2 separate regions of the Mus musculus genome follow, and region 1 is linked to region 2. A link is a contact called in public Hi-C data. All regions are on one chromosome and are shown on one strand. The core of a region is the stretch at or near the end of the contact, and the rest is flanking DNA. Distances in the headings are between cores, read along the strand shown. Region 1 overlaps Olfm3 (olfactomedin 3). Region 2 has its middle 51 kb from the start of Olfm3.

The links. Hi-C and Micro-C count contacts between places; a contact is called where the count stands out from the background.
Region 1: a contact with region 2 is called in a Hi-C map of cerebellar granule neurons, with 1.9 times the contacts expected there. The contact joins two enhancer-like sites. A contact is called at or near these places in 5 of 484 Hi-C or Micro-C datasets (cerebellar granule neurons, cerebral cortex, embryonic stem cells and 2 more).

The regions. Positions count from the first base shown.
Region 1 is chr3:115,100,037-115,107,883 of GRCm38.p6, forward strand. Olfm3 (olfactomedin 3) reads left to right here. Exons shown (of 6, transcript NM_153157.3): 4 at 1,768-1,987. Among named protein-coding and RNA genes, the nearest start is that of Olfm3, 23 kb to the left of the region's middle. Within about 2 kb of position 5,010, at least 1 of the 459 cell types and tissues checked has an H3K27ac peak or open chromatin away from gene starts, as enhancers often do. A contact at or near this core is called in cerebellar granule neurons, where this site is marked.
Region 2 is chr3:115,025,969-115,033,018 of GRCm38.p6, forward strand. It overlaps a transcript of Olfm3 not described here. Among named protein-coding and RNA genes, the nearest start is that of Olfm3, 51 kb to the right of the region's middle. Within about 2 kb of position 2,258, at least 33 of the 459 cell types and tissues checked have an H3K27ac peak or open chromatin away from gene starts, as enhancers often do. A contact at or near this core is called in cerebellar granule neurons, where this site is marked.

The sequences.
Region 1 (7,847 bases), core at 3,760-6,259, 77 kb after region 2:
CCAGATTTATAGTATTGTATTTTTAGTTTTATATATATGATATATACCAGGGTTCTCAACAAGTGTCCAAAGCTTCAAAATTGATTGTCAAAAATCTAAGTAATTTTTGGAAAAGTTAAAATATTTCTTAATTCATCAAAGAAAAGAAACTTCCAAAACTTTGACATCAGATTCCTCCTTTGAATACACACACGCGGTAAAATGTAGAGTGTTCGATTGTGGCAGTTATTATAATTTGCAGCAAATCGTATAAGCAGAACTCTTATCATTAAAATTCTAATGAAACAATTGTATCTCCCTTTAGGGGTACTGCAAGATGCTTAAACTAATACATTTATTTCAAGATGGACCTGAAATGAGCAAGCTCTGCAGTTCTACCTTTTGACTGCAAACGTTACTAATCTTTTTCATTACTGAGATTATTTTAATCATCTCATTCAACTTGTACTTACAGAGAAATTCAAAGGTTTCCAGGTTTGAAGAGCATGTAGAAGTCTCCCCACCAGAAACACAAGCCCATTAATCAGGGGAGCGATGGGAGCTTCTGCTACTCGAATGTATTTATAGTAATAACATTTTCTAAGTGTAATTTAAAAATGCAATTTTCAGCTCCTTAAATAATTATACAGTATGGCTTCTGACAGAGCCTATGGGTTATTCTCAAAGGATCATTCTTTGGAACTCTTTCAACAGATTATATCATCTGCAATAAATTCACAGTTAACTCAAGCTCTTGCAATACTTTTGTTGTTCATATCTACCAAGTTAAAGGGAAAGAAGTATGCATGACAAGTGCAGAAGTTGGAGCTAGAAGTGCAGGTTGTGTCCCAGGCTTGTGATGACGAGGAATGGGGTACACTGACAACATACATTGCTCGGTCCCTTGACAAAAATCAGTGTTTTAATGTTGAACAGCTCTGTGCAAGTGGCCCAAATGTTATGTAAGTTATGCAACTTGTTCTATTAAGGAGTTAATTCACTACATGGTGGGTAAGTAACTCTGCTTTCTGCAATGGCATCTTAATTATCTATACTAGAAGACAAATGGACACTTAGTCTAGTTAATAATTCAAAATTGAAACAGCAGCATACATCTCGTCAACTTTTGTGAAGCTTTGTATGATTTATCATGCAGTTGAACTTACCTTCCTAATAAGTTGTCCTAAGGTGACTATTCCAAAGGACAGAGAACACCTGAGCACAAATGAAAGACAAAAACAAACACCAAAAACACCAACAACTGTCCCTAGAAACAAGGAGTCAAGGAAAAAGTTGATCTAGAATTGAGAATTTTCCTTTAGATAGTTCTATGGTGGAGGTATTCAGTTGTGGAATAATTAATTTTCTCTAATGAATAAGATCTTTTATTTTTTTCCAGTATTGTTATTCAATACATCATTAGAAAATGGGATCATGTCTCAGTTTCAAAATGAGATGATGTATTATTCAGGTTATAAAATACTGGCAGAAAGTAAGATAATCCAAAAGACCATAATTGCTAACTATGGTAAAGATCAATTTATTTTATAGCAATTTATGTAATCTCTCAAAAAAGAGGTTGCTGTGTTGACAAGCTGAGATAGGAAAATTTATTACCAAGAGTCTTGTGGCCACTTACATTACCAAAGCCTATCTGATGTTACCCAAAATATAAATGAAGAATTTTGAAGCTGTTTTAATAAGCTCCTTTTCATGTCTTAATTCAAAGAACATAGCTGCCTTTTGTGTTTTGAATGACTCTTGGAAACACTCTATTGCTTTCTCCAGGAGTTGAAAGAGAAAATGGATGAGCTACTGCCCCTGATCCCAGTGTTGGAGCAGTACAAAACCGATGCAAAGCTCATCACACAGTTCAAGGAAGAAATTCGGAACCTGTCTTCAGTCCTCACTGGGATTCAGGAGGAAATTGGTGCCTATGACTATGAAGAACTTCATCAACGGGTCCTCAGCTTAGAGACCAGGCTTCGTGACTGCATGAAAAAGCTAAGTGAGTAGAGTTCTTTCATTGGCTTAAGTCATGACCTTCAGTTTCCATAGAGGCTATATTCTTAGAAAGAAAGAAGTTAGGGTAAAGGACCTAGTTATAGAGAGTCAGGCCTGAATTACAGGGCCAAGTGTCTCTTAGTCACGTGAGCATGGCTGAGAACTTTTGTTTAAGTTTCTGCCATCTCAACTCTCTGTGGCTTCCGATACTAGTGCTGTGGCTATAGGCAAGTGTGTTAGCTACAGAACTGGGTGGAGTTTGCCTTTTTCTAAATATGATACAGCCAGCCTTGTTTGGCTGGCAGAGAAAAAGCTTTCTTCTATTTGTTGTTGTTGTTGTGTTTTGGTTTTCTGTTTGTTTGTTTGTTTGGTTGGTTGGTTGGTTGTTTTAGTTTTTTAGATGTTTGTTTGTTTGTTTGTTTAGTAAATTAAATGACCAGGACTCAAACTAAAAGGCAATGTTCTCAGAAATAAATAAAATCTTTTCTGGAATAATTAAAAGATAAGAAGCATAATATACTTAAAATTATTATTTGCAGCAAACCAGGCTTCAGTGGATAAGTGCAAAAGTTTAAAATAAAACATGTGCGGTTACAAAAAAAATTTGGACACCATTTAAAATGTAACTCGGACGATTAAAAATAAGCCAAATATAAAATATTGCTTTAAATGAGTTACCACAACCACCAAAATACAGAACCAATTATGTGAGGAATTCCCACATCAGAGGCTCCACTATAATCATCTCAATTATCCCATAGGAATCACAAAAAATTAATTAAAGGAAATAGGGTGAATAGGAAGGTTTCATGAATGCATAGAAATTTTCAGCTCTTCTGTAACTGAAAAATATTTCTTTTCATGCTACATATTTTGATCCTAATTTTCTCTCTCCCAACTCTTCCTAATCCTCTTTATCTCCCTGTATCAAATTCAGGGTGTTGTGCTGGTTGAATTTAGTACTCTAACACATGTACTTCAGCAATCATATATAACTAACTAACATATCAGACTAAACATATCAAATAATAACATCATTATTCATCTTTCTTATTTAACAAGGTATTTGCTGTTTGCTTTAGCTGAGATGTACCTGTAAACACTGAATCAGGAGCAGTACCTTAGTATCTGTGAGGAACCGTCTCCAGAGCCCTCACAAATACCCAGGTTTACAATTGTGAAATCTTTTTTATATAGAATAGTATATAGCTTATGCATTCCTTCCCATATGCTTTCTGTAATTCCTAGATTCTTTCTAAACCCAATGGTGTCTAAATTTAATATAAACATGGATTAGGTAAAAATGACAAGAAAATTAGTCTATACATGCTTTCTACAGATGAAATTGTTTTCCAAATACTTTTCTTTCCTGCTTGTTTAAGTTGAAGATGTGAAACTCATGAAAATAAGGAGCAGACTGCAATTCTACTCCTTCACAAACTCTTTCCAATGTCAGAAGTCATTCTCTCCTTGATACTCAGTATAGAGACCAATTTTACAGAAAAAAATAATAATCTGACTTTTTGTCTGAAAAAAAAAAAATCCGATTCTGTTCTTTCTGTCACTTAAGTGGATTAGCCACTTAGTGAACATCTCTAAACAGAGAAATTTCAAACAGAAAAATCTACACAATACAGGGAAGGTAAGTTTAGATGATTGATGATATATGGATGATAGATATTATAGATATGCAGATAGATAAGTGACAGATAGATCACAGAGAGAGAGATAAAGATATAGATATATGGTAAAAGCATATGCATGGGTACATAATAGATAGATGGATATATATGTGTGGACAGAGAGAAACAGAACATGTGAAAGATAATTTTAAATATCATTTGCTATGTAATGACTGTGTTTTAATATTGCACAAGAATAATTTATTGCCATTGTGTTTCATGATGTGTACTTAATGAAAATAAAACATGAATTCTGCCATGTGATTTTTCTTTTCTTTTCTTTTAAACTTATTTATTTATTAGGTTGGATTTCTTATATAGTCTTGCTATGTAGCCCAGTCTGGTTTTAAGTTTCCATGCAGTTCAGGCTGGGCATAAGTTTGCAATGATCTTCTTGCCTCGTTCTAAGTATACACACACACAAACATATACACACATACACACACACACCAACAAAACAAACAAAATAGACAAACAAAAACATCAAATCATAGGATATCAGGAGGGAATGAAAACAATAATTAATTAACAATGTGTCCATTAACACAAAGGATAGAGAGTGAATATAATGAGTTCAATATGCCAATGGATCTAAAATCAGCTTACTATAATGCTCAGACACAGAGAGGGGGAGGGGGAGCCAGCAGTGTAGTATAACAGGCAAGAATATTCACTTCATCAATAGCATCTTTCCTCTTCACAAAAGCCACTCAACATACAGCTGGTTAGCAGAGGATAGAAATGAACTAGGCATTCAGAATAAAATTTCAACAATTGTGAATACATTTCCCTCAATTTTCTACCCCCAGAGGAGTTTGTTTGAAATTAAATGTCATGCGTACATCACATAAATCTGAAGACTAAAATCTACACCATCCTCATTTCAATCAAGGATCCACCCAATCAGTAAACAAGGCCCACAGGGAATTACAAGTCCTACAGGCTACAAAGGCACTATTCAGTTTATTTCTACAAAAGAATTAAAGGTTTAGAGAGAATAGAAATTAGACAAATGCTTCCACAGCGATACACCCTCTTGTCCTAGTGAAGTACAATGATATATATTTTTTTCTGAAGGATTTCACTCTTTCCTTCAAGGGACTGAATAGAATAAAGTCCCCTGTGCTTAATTAAATCATATCAGATTTCTCGACACACAGAATATAATTGTATGCATGTGAGAATATGCCCGAGCAAGCGTGGTTAAAAGTCTTACACACCCCTTGAGATCACCAAGAGATATTTAATGGAGATTATAACCAGGCTTTTCAGCCTGCCAGGCCCCCATCCCAAACCATTCCCTTGTGATGTTTTTACTTTAGGGCATGATTTGGTGCCCTCTAGTGAAAGAAGGGATCGATCCTTTTACTAAAGGAGCCATTTAAGGTCAAGGTGTCGATCTCTTACTATGCTATATATGGAGAGTTGTTTTTTACAATGGAAAACAATTTTTCTAAGTGCTAGTAGCCATGTTTATATACTCAGAAGATATTTTTGACTCCAAGATATGTGCTAGCCCTTTATAAGAAACTATCTCTCTGTGTAAACCAGCTCATCTGTAAGCAAGCACATAAGTAGGAGGTTGCAGCAAGACAGAGTACATACTGCTTTGACAAGTAGTATGCCAGATGTTTAATACATTTGTTTTAATCTCTGAAAGAACTCCGGGTTAGGCATTAGTATTGGTGATTTAATTAAAACGTGGACAAATTCATAAACTTCTATAGACTATAAGGTTTATAACAAGTCCACGTCTGTCTTAATTGAAAATTAGATATTGTTCCCACACATGACATCTTTTGTTGTGGTATATCCAGTCTTGGATATACACACAACATATCTCCAACACATTTGGAAAAATCAGTTTCTGCAAAGGTTTGAAGAGAGGATTTTATCATTAAAATAATTTATTTTTAACTCATATGACAATATGGTGTGTGTACATGTGGTGTGTGTGTGTGTGTGTGTCTATCACAACTCAGAGAGCATTTGAGGAAAGACAAATTATAAAAGCACTATGCTAGTTCTCACCTGTTTTTATATTGCATTATTATTAACTTTTTCTCTTTCCACAATGGGAATTTCAGTATCTCACTGTAAAATACCTAATAGTTTGTTCTATGTAACATTTAAAGGGAAAGACAGCAAAAATCTCAAGAGACTGGGGAAATTTTTAAAAAGTTAAGCTCTAGCTCACTGTGGTAGAAAAGTAAGATTTTAATCAGAAATCTAACATAGAAAAATTTGAGAATATGTCTCTAGATACAGTTGAAATACACCCCAAAAAGTCGTTTGAAATAATTTGCCAGAATCTGTCATATACACCCAAAAATATCCTCATGCCATGCACATGAGATTGATTCTTCCTGAGCTTTTGAACTGAAATAATTTTAGCCAAGGTTTTTAGTAATCAATAAACTTTACTATAAATTGATTATCATTAATCTTTCATATATTTATATACTCTTGTGACTATACTTAAATCACACAACATATATTCCCAGGAGAAAGTACAAATCTCTACATTATCATCGATTTCATTACACTACTGTCTATTCAGTTTTAGGTTTAAATATATTTTTACTTTAAGATATATTTCTAACTGAATTTATATTTGAAAGGTAAATGTATGAGTTAGAGTACTTCCTTAACTAAGAAGGTAAAAGTGTATTTTCTGAGAAAAGTTGAGTTATTATACACACACTTACTTGTTCTTATCCCCAGTGGAAGATCATTATAGCTAGCCCAATCCTTAGCAGCATAATCAGCAAGTCTGGGTACAAAGATCAAATTTAAATGATATAAGTATACATAATAGGTCTCCCAAAGTATGGCTGAAATAAACTTCCTATAAGAATTATAACAGACTGTAAAATTAAATCATGTGTATTTCTTACTACATGAGTTCCCCCATAGCCTTTAAGAAGAAAGAAATAATTTTCTGTCCATAGAAATAGTCCCTGCTCTAAGTTATATGTGTGGGTTTGGCCTAAAGATCCAAAGCTAGAAGCTCTTAGACTAAACTATAGTAAAGCACATTCATATGCTAAAGAAAAAGAAAAGAGAACACGTCAATGATCTAAACAAATTCCTCAGGCTGCGTCCTAAATTGTATCTTTTCCTCAAAGGGTGATAGGTGATAACTGAAATAGCTGCGTCCTAAATTGTATCTTTTCCTCAAAGGGTGATAGGTGATAACTGAAATAGAAAATGAATGCACAAAACTCATCAGAGAAATAAAATGACCACTTTTCTTAATAACTTATTCTATATTTTTTCTGCACATATAGAATATTGTCCATGCTGACATTTCCATAGGTCTCACTATAGACGGGGCGGGGGGTGGGGGGACGGGTGGTGGCAGGGGAAATCAATGAAGCAAGACTCCACCTCCTTCTGTCTTCATCCACCTTTATGTGAACATTTGTCTTCCAGGCACTTTGGGGAAATTATCTTTCCTGACTGGCTTCACTTGTTCTCTAGAAAGTGAGAGTAAAGACAATGATTCATTTGAACAAAAGCTAGCTTGGGAAAGTCATGGAACAAAAATCACTTATTGTTCTGTTTCACTTTTTTCAATGTTCCTTTAGACTGTGAAGATGCCTATATTTTTTTCATATGAAAGCCCATAAAATTATGACTGGGAAAGTAGCCAGTTTCATAAATTCCTGCAGATTTAATTCTACTGACTTTGACAAGATAAATTTCAGCCTCAGAAATCAATGACTTCGATTTCAAAGGAAGTTTCTCTTGGGAAGTAATCAACACTGAGAGATTGTCCAGTGTTGTTTGCTTCCAGGGGATGCCCACCTGAAAGTAACAGTATAGTGATGACTGCCACACGGCCACAGTGGAGACTTGTTATCTATCTACCTGTCTATCTGTCTATCTATCTATCTATCTATCTATCTATCTATCTATCTATCTATCTATCTATCTAATCTATTGATCTATCTATCTATCTATCTACCTACTATCTATCTATCTATCTATCTATCTATCTATCTATCTATCTATCTATCTATCTATCTATCTACCTGTCTATCTACCTATCTACCTGTCTATCTGTCTGTCTCTCTGTCTATCTATCTATCTATCTATCTATCTATCTATCTATCTATCTATCTATCTATCTATCTATCTACCTGTCTATCTATCTATCTATCTATCTATCTATCTATC
Region 2 (7,050 bases), core at 1,008-3,507:
AGAGAGGGGAGTGCTCCTACCAGGAGCTACAACAAACATTTCATTGAACTGGAAGCTCAGACTTCCCCCTGGTCATTTTGGGCTTCTAATGCCCTTAAACCAACAGGCTAAAAAAGGAATAACAGTGTTAGGAGGCGTGATAGATCCAGATTACCATGGGGAAATTGGATTACCTCTTCACAATGGTGGTAAGCAAGATTATGTCTGGAGTGCAGGAGATCCCTTAGGGCGTCTCTTAGTACTACCATGTCCTGTGATTAAAGTCAATGGGAAACTACAACAGCCTAATCCAAGCAGGATGACAAAGGACGCAGACCCATCAGGAATGAAGGTATGGGTCAATCCTCCAGGAAAAGAGCCAAGACCTGCTGAGGTGCTGGCTGAAGGTGAAGGAAATACAGAATGGGTAGTAGAGGAAGGTAGTTATAAATACCAATTAAGGCCACGTAACCAGTTGCAGAAACGAGGATTATAAAGTAATATGAATGCCCATTGTAAATTTACTAATGCGTTTGCGATTGTACGAGGGATAGTTATATCATGTTAGGCGTATTTACAACCTTGTTATTGTTTCATGTGAACATGAGATATTATTTGTGTCAAGTTGACAAGGGGTGGATTGTAGTGGCTATTCCTGGTTGTCAACTTGACAATATTTGGAATGAACTACAATCCGGAATTGGAAGGCTCACCAGTGACCCTTATCTGGAGGCTTGGAGATCCTTATCTGGATCTTGGTTTGAAGATCTTGAGCCATAGTGGCTATGGATTCCAGAAGATTGAATCTCCGAGTTAAGGAACACACCTTTAATCTGGGCTACACCTTTTGCTGGAGACAATATAAGGACATTGGAAGAAGGGAGTCTAGCTCTTGCTCTTGCTCCTTCGCCTGCTTGCTGCGTGAGACTGAGTAACTGCTAGATCCTTGGACTTCCATTCACAGCTGCGACTGAACCATTGTTGGGAATTGGGCTGCCGACTGTAAGTCATCAATAAATTCCTTTACTATTTAGAAATTATCCATAAGTTCTGTGACTCTAGAGAACCCTGACTAATACACATATATACATTCAAACATCCATACACCAACATTCTGACTGAACTTTACTGTCTGTCACAATCAACTCCACAAGTATTCATGCATGCTTATATACATACACATATACCTACACACAAACATATAGACAAGCAAGTAGATGCATTTGGATGGAGTGATGGGAGAATTGGGGAAAGCTCCCCAAGCCGAACTATTCAACCATCAACTTTGTTTTTTTTTTCCCTGTGGTCTTTTTATACTTTCTGAGACAAAATTTCTTTAGAAAATTACCTAAAATCGGAGCTACAGAGGATGTTAATATTAAGTTCAAAGTAGTAGTTCATTATAATAAATATACTCATTAAAAGTTAAAAGCAACAGTTTTTTTTCACGGCCCGGCTTTATCATAGTGCACACCTGTGACTTTATACTTGGACCCAAATATTTTTTTCTTGAACATATAATTTCCGCATGTCTAGTTCTCTTCTTAGTGTAATTGTGAAAGCTCATTGTATTTTTTATTCTAAACTTCTTCCTTAAATATGCAAAAAGTAAAGAGTAAGTGTCAAAACCAAGCAGTCCTTCGGTATCACAAATCACAAACAACATCTGAAGTCACAACAGAAAACTACATTACATAAAATCGAAATCCAACATCATCTGCTCATCACTAACCTGGCACCCTGGCTGGAACTCTGGTCACTTTGGCTTCATGCTCCTTCTCCTCCACTCCGTCAGGGAAGTGACCCCACCTTCAGTCTATTTCAGTCACATTCAACCCTTTCTGCCAGGCTGAGCTAGGATTAATTAACCTTGGTATATGACCTACTTATCACAAGGACACCTATTTTGGAAGCCATGACTCCCCTTATAGTATATTTCCTTATATTCTTGTGCCTAAGAACTCTGAGTTATTCTTATGAAGCTCTGGCTGTGTTTGTTCTCTGTGCCTTCATTTCGTCGTTCTTTATAAGCATCCTTTCTTTTCCTTTCCAGATTGAACTCTGCTGTCAGCCATTTCAAATGAATCCCTACTTTCACATTAGACTTTTCCTCTACTATGTTCTCCTAAAATATTAGTCTTATACCCCTTAGCATTCCCCAGCATCTTCTTAACTGGCTTCTGTTGGAAGTTACAGGAATGCAGTAGACACATGCCTTCAGAAGTCAAATTTCAAGTGAATCACCACTGTGGCTAAGAGACTCTCTCTCTCCCCAGACTGTGCTAAGTCCATAGACCAATTGTGGTTAAATCTCCATAATATACACCTCGCATGGGATCCTACAGCATGAATCATGAAACCCAAAATAGGCTGGTTTCTGAGAATTGACTCTGACTGGAAACTTGAACAAGTTCCATTCCCCAAAGATTCAATTTTCTTCATTTAGAGTAGGATCACTTACTATGCTCACTCCACAAATCCATTCAAAACTTTAAATGACTTAGTACACGTAAATCACTAAGCTTGGTCCTGGCAAGTAATAGAGCTTAAACAAACAGTATTTTTTTCATTGATTACTACAATTAGAATCAACCAACTGGTGTTTCCTTAACAGGCTGATTTTTCCTGGAGCTTCCCTTTCTCTTGTGTGTAGGATAGCTGATGATTTCTTGGAAACATTTCTCTTTTAATAGTGGTTTTGGCCCTGCCTAATCTAAATTATTTCCATATTCTTTTTAGTTTCATTTATATTTTCAACAACAACACCCTCCCTTTCATAGTCCCTTTACTTTTGGGTGACAAATTCTCAATTTATTCATTTCCTCTCTTTGAGTCTACTTATTTCAAGCTTCCACACCATCTGTCCTATCTGTGTTGCTGCCAAACTTGTAGAAACAGATCATCTCATGATGCCTCCAGTTTCTCAGAATTTCCTGCTTCTCAAATTTAAGCCATATAGTCAAAGCTCAGTCGGGGCTTATTATATAAAATAGAATTGGTGGTGGTTGTATTGAAAACAGTCTCCTATATTATCCAGAAGTTTTTGTCTCAATCTGCCAATGCCATCCCACTTACCAACTACACACTTATTGTCATAGAACCCACCTCATTTACCTCTCTTCTATATAAACACTTCTGACCACTGACAGCACTGGCTTCTCTTCCTCTTTGAATCTTTCTTTCTTTTTTTTTTTAAATTAGATATTTTCTTCATTTACATTTCAAATGCTATCCCGAAAGTCCCCTAAACCCTCCCCCTGCCCTGCTCCCCAACCCACCCACTCCCAATTCCTGGCCCAGGCATTCTCGTGTACTGGGGTATATAATCTTAATAAGACCAAGGGCCTCTCCTCTTCTGCTACATATGCAGCTAGAGATGTGAGCTCTGGGGTACTGGGTAGTTCATTTCTGGTCAAAGATGGCTTTAATTTAGTTCTATCTTCCCTCTAGTAACTGATAATTTTATTCATATTGAACACTTTGATTCTTCTTTCATTAAAATCATGCACTAATTACTATATCACTCCAGAATTTCTAACTCCAGAATTTCTAAGCTTAAAATAAAGGATATTGTACCTTCCTACTTTATCATTAACACTTCCAAATAAATCAAAAAACACAAGTCATCCTGCATAGTACATTCCATTTTTGATAGCTATCACTATCCTCTCAGTTGAGATGTACAACTTATCTTTAACATCTTTCCTTCCACCTGCTCCCACAATAGCCTGTTTCTCATGTCTTCAAATCATTATGCTCTTCTAACATACAAACCATTTGTCACTTACTCTTATATTATTCTAGTTCAAGCTGGAAATGTTGCAATAGCCTATTAGTTTGATGTTCTTCCTTCAAAAACTTCTCAGCTGTTGGCCTTAGATGTTATTGATCACATTGTTAGTCATCTTAAAGATGTCTGTAGGAGCTAGAGAGATGGCTCAGCAGTTAAGAGCGCCGACTGCTCTTCCGGAGGTCCGGAGTTCAAATCCCAGCAACCACATGTTGGCTCACAACCACCCGTAATGAGATCTAATGCCCTCTTCTGGTGTGTCTGAAGACAGCTACAATGTAATCACATACATTAAATAAATGGATAAATCTTAAAAAAAAAAAATATTTTTTTTTAAAAAAGCTGTCTGTAAACTCTCCACATCCACATTTTTATTACTGTGGACTCATTCTCTCCTTACATTCCTTTCGCATTTTTGAATCTCTGCATATACCTTTCAACAGCTTCATAAGCTCCATACAGCCTATCCATTCTATATCAAATATCTGCCCCATTATCCTCCAAGCTTTTCCTTGCTATTTGTGTTTTTTTCTACTTCATCTTACAGTGAATCTTTGTGCATAATTCAAGAACACACTCAAATATAAACTTCCAAAGAGCTTCTCAAGTCTACAATTGCTGTAAAAACTGTTTAGTTCACAGTTCTAAAGCCTCTAATGAAAATGCTTGTCTTGCCCAATATTAATCTTAACACATGTATTAAATGGTGAGATTTCATCTTCCTTTTCTTTGTATTTTTTCATACTATAGAATAAGATTGAGGAAAAATAGTAAATTGTTTTGTGTAAATGAGAACATGCATGAGACTGTACTCAAGGAAGAACAGGGCTAAATGTCATTACCAAGCTTTTAATTTCAATTCCTTTTAAAAATATATCCAACTGATTGTTGAAACATAAGCATCAGTTTATGTAAAAAAAATCTGACTTTTCACTAACTCTCTTAATTTTTCATTTTAGAATGGTTTTCAAATATTAACTTTTTTCTCCAAACATCAGCCACTAACACACATGATCAATGCTTTTGTCACCTCAAATGACCAGCATATTTTAAAGTGACAGCATTACAAACTGAATGCAGTCATTTCCCTCTTCCCTTTCTTTTACCTGCTCTTATTACCTCTCTTATTACCTCTCTTATTTGACAGGACCAATTCCAGGTATCATGGTATAAGCTGTGCTAGGAAACTCCCCTACTACAAATAACATTTCCTTGTCCAATACTTAAGTGAGAAATAGTACCATCAACCTAACAAGTGTGGAGGCGCTGAGTCCTGCCAGCAGCAACTGGAGTAAACTATAAAGCAGACTTTTCCCATTTGTGCTTTAAGATGTGATCAAAATCCCATGTTTGAATGTAAGAGTTTAGAAAATTTAACGGATAGATCACCCTAACTGAGCCAAGATTCCTAGATTAAGAAACTCTGACATAAAAAAATATTTGCTGTTCAAAACAAATAAAAATTTGTTACTGGCATCATACCCTAGATTTTGAGTACTGAAGACATTGTTGCCTTATAAACTAACCTTTCAAGGTGTGCCAACCTTTCATAGAATAAACTTATTGGTGTCTATTTCCTCATAGTATATGCTCTCTACATGTCCCTGACTTGTAGTGAAAAATCTCAATATAATTTAACTTAGTATTGTTAACATTATAGCTATTATAATAATATTTGGTATTTTATATTTGGGAGAAGTTGTCATGAACAATGACTGCCTAGAGAGAAACCTTAATAAATGTTGTATATGTTCTAACTGGTTGAAGATGGCAAGTAAGACTGCCTAGAGTATCTTCTCTCTGACTAGCTACTCACCTTCTCTTTCCATTTCCTTGACTCTTTCTACTCCCAAGGCACATTAATATTGAAAGAGGGTTGTTTACCTCACAATGCTCTCAAAGTATTCAAGTGAATGGAAGAGTCTTAGCTCTCCAATTGTATCGAAATGCAAAAAAAAAAAAAATATTGAGCTTGGTGAAAAAGAAAGATGAAGTAGTTTATACGTTGGAGGCCTCTTACCAAAAAGATCCAAGTTTTGAATGCAAAGGAAAAGCTTGAAGGACATTCAATGTTTGACACCAGTGAATGCATGAATGCATACGTGATTTTTTTTTTTTTTAAAGAAGAAAAAAAAGCAGAGAGCAGCATGTTTTGAAGAAAGTTTTAATGGCCCGGACATAAAAATCAAGCCAACCACAACATTCCCTTAAGCCACAGTACAATCCAGGAAAAACCACTGAGTCTTTTCAATTTTGTGAAGATCTGGACAGGTGAAAAGCTTTGGGCAGAGTGTTTGAGGCTAATGGAGGTTGACTTCTGAAGCTTAAAGGGCAAAAAGCTGTCTTTACAATGTAAAAACTCTAGGGTGAAGCAGCAAGTGCTGATATCAAAGCTGTGATGTTATCGAGAATATCTAGCCAGGCTAATTGAGACAATGACTGCACTACAGAGTAGTAGAGTCGCAATGTGGACTAAACAGCCTTATCTTAGGAGATGTCCTGTAATTCTGTCATGTCTATGACATCAGTGAGAGATTTTAAGCTTCTAATGCCATGCAAAACATACTTTGGTGGTTGAATAGAGTTGCTAATTTTATTTTGGAGCCAACAGTCACCTGCCATTCTAGGAATAAGAGAATCATTAAGACTCATATGGAGTCTCTTATGTGCACACATCAAGTCTTTCCTGAGAGTATACAGTATGGTGTACTGAATATTTCAAGTATGCGTGAGACTTACAAACCAGAAACATAAAGCCAAAATTATATCTTTCAAAATAATGCTGCTTATTGGAAGTGCAAGAAGTCACTGGAGAGTTTGATGAATATAAACAATAAAATTGTATTAGTTATTTTTTTTATTTCCGAGATAAATTATTCAGTAAAAGTGGGGGAAGATGTACAATGGCTGACAATTAAGTATTCAATCTGTCATGGAGATTAACCATTCAGATATTAATATTATCTTCATGCTAATTAAAACAGCACCCATGTGTATGCAAGAAATCCTAATATACTTTAGACTTTCAAATCTTACAGTGTAATAAACATATTCATAAGGCTGCCTGTGTCATAGGTATTAACCCTTTCACAGATGTGAACAAGGCTACACTAACAAGGTCTAGAAAGGATTCAGTGGTCCAGATGCTAAAAATACTTGGAATTCAATAGATTGAGTAAAAATATCAGCAGTAATAAGAATTTGAAAGAGTAGGATTCTTACTTTTCTGGGTGACTTTGAGACATTTAGAAATCAAGAGAGGCAGTGACTGCAAATATAGC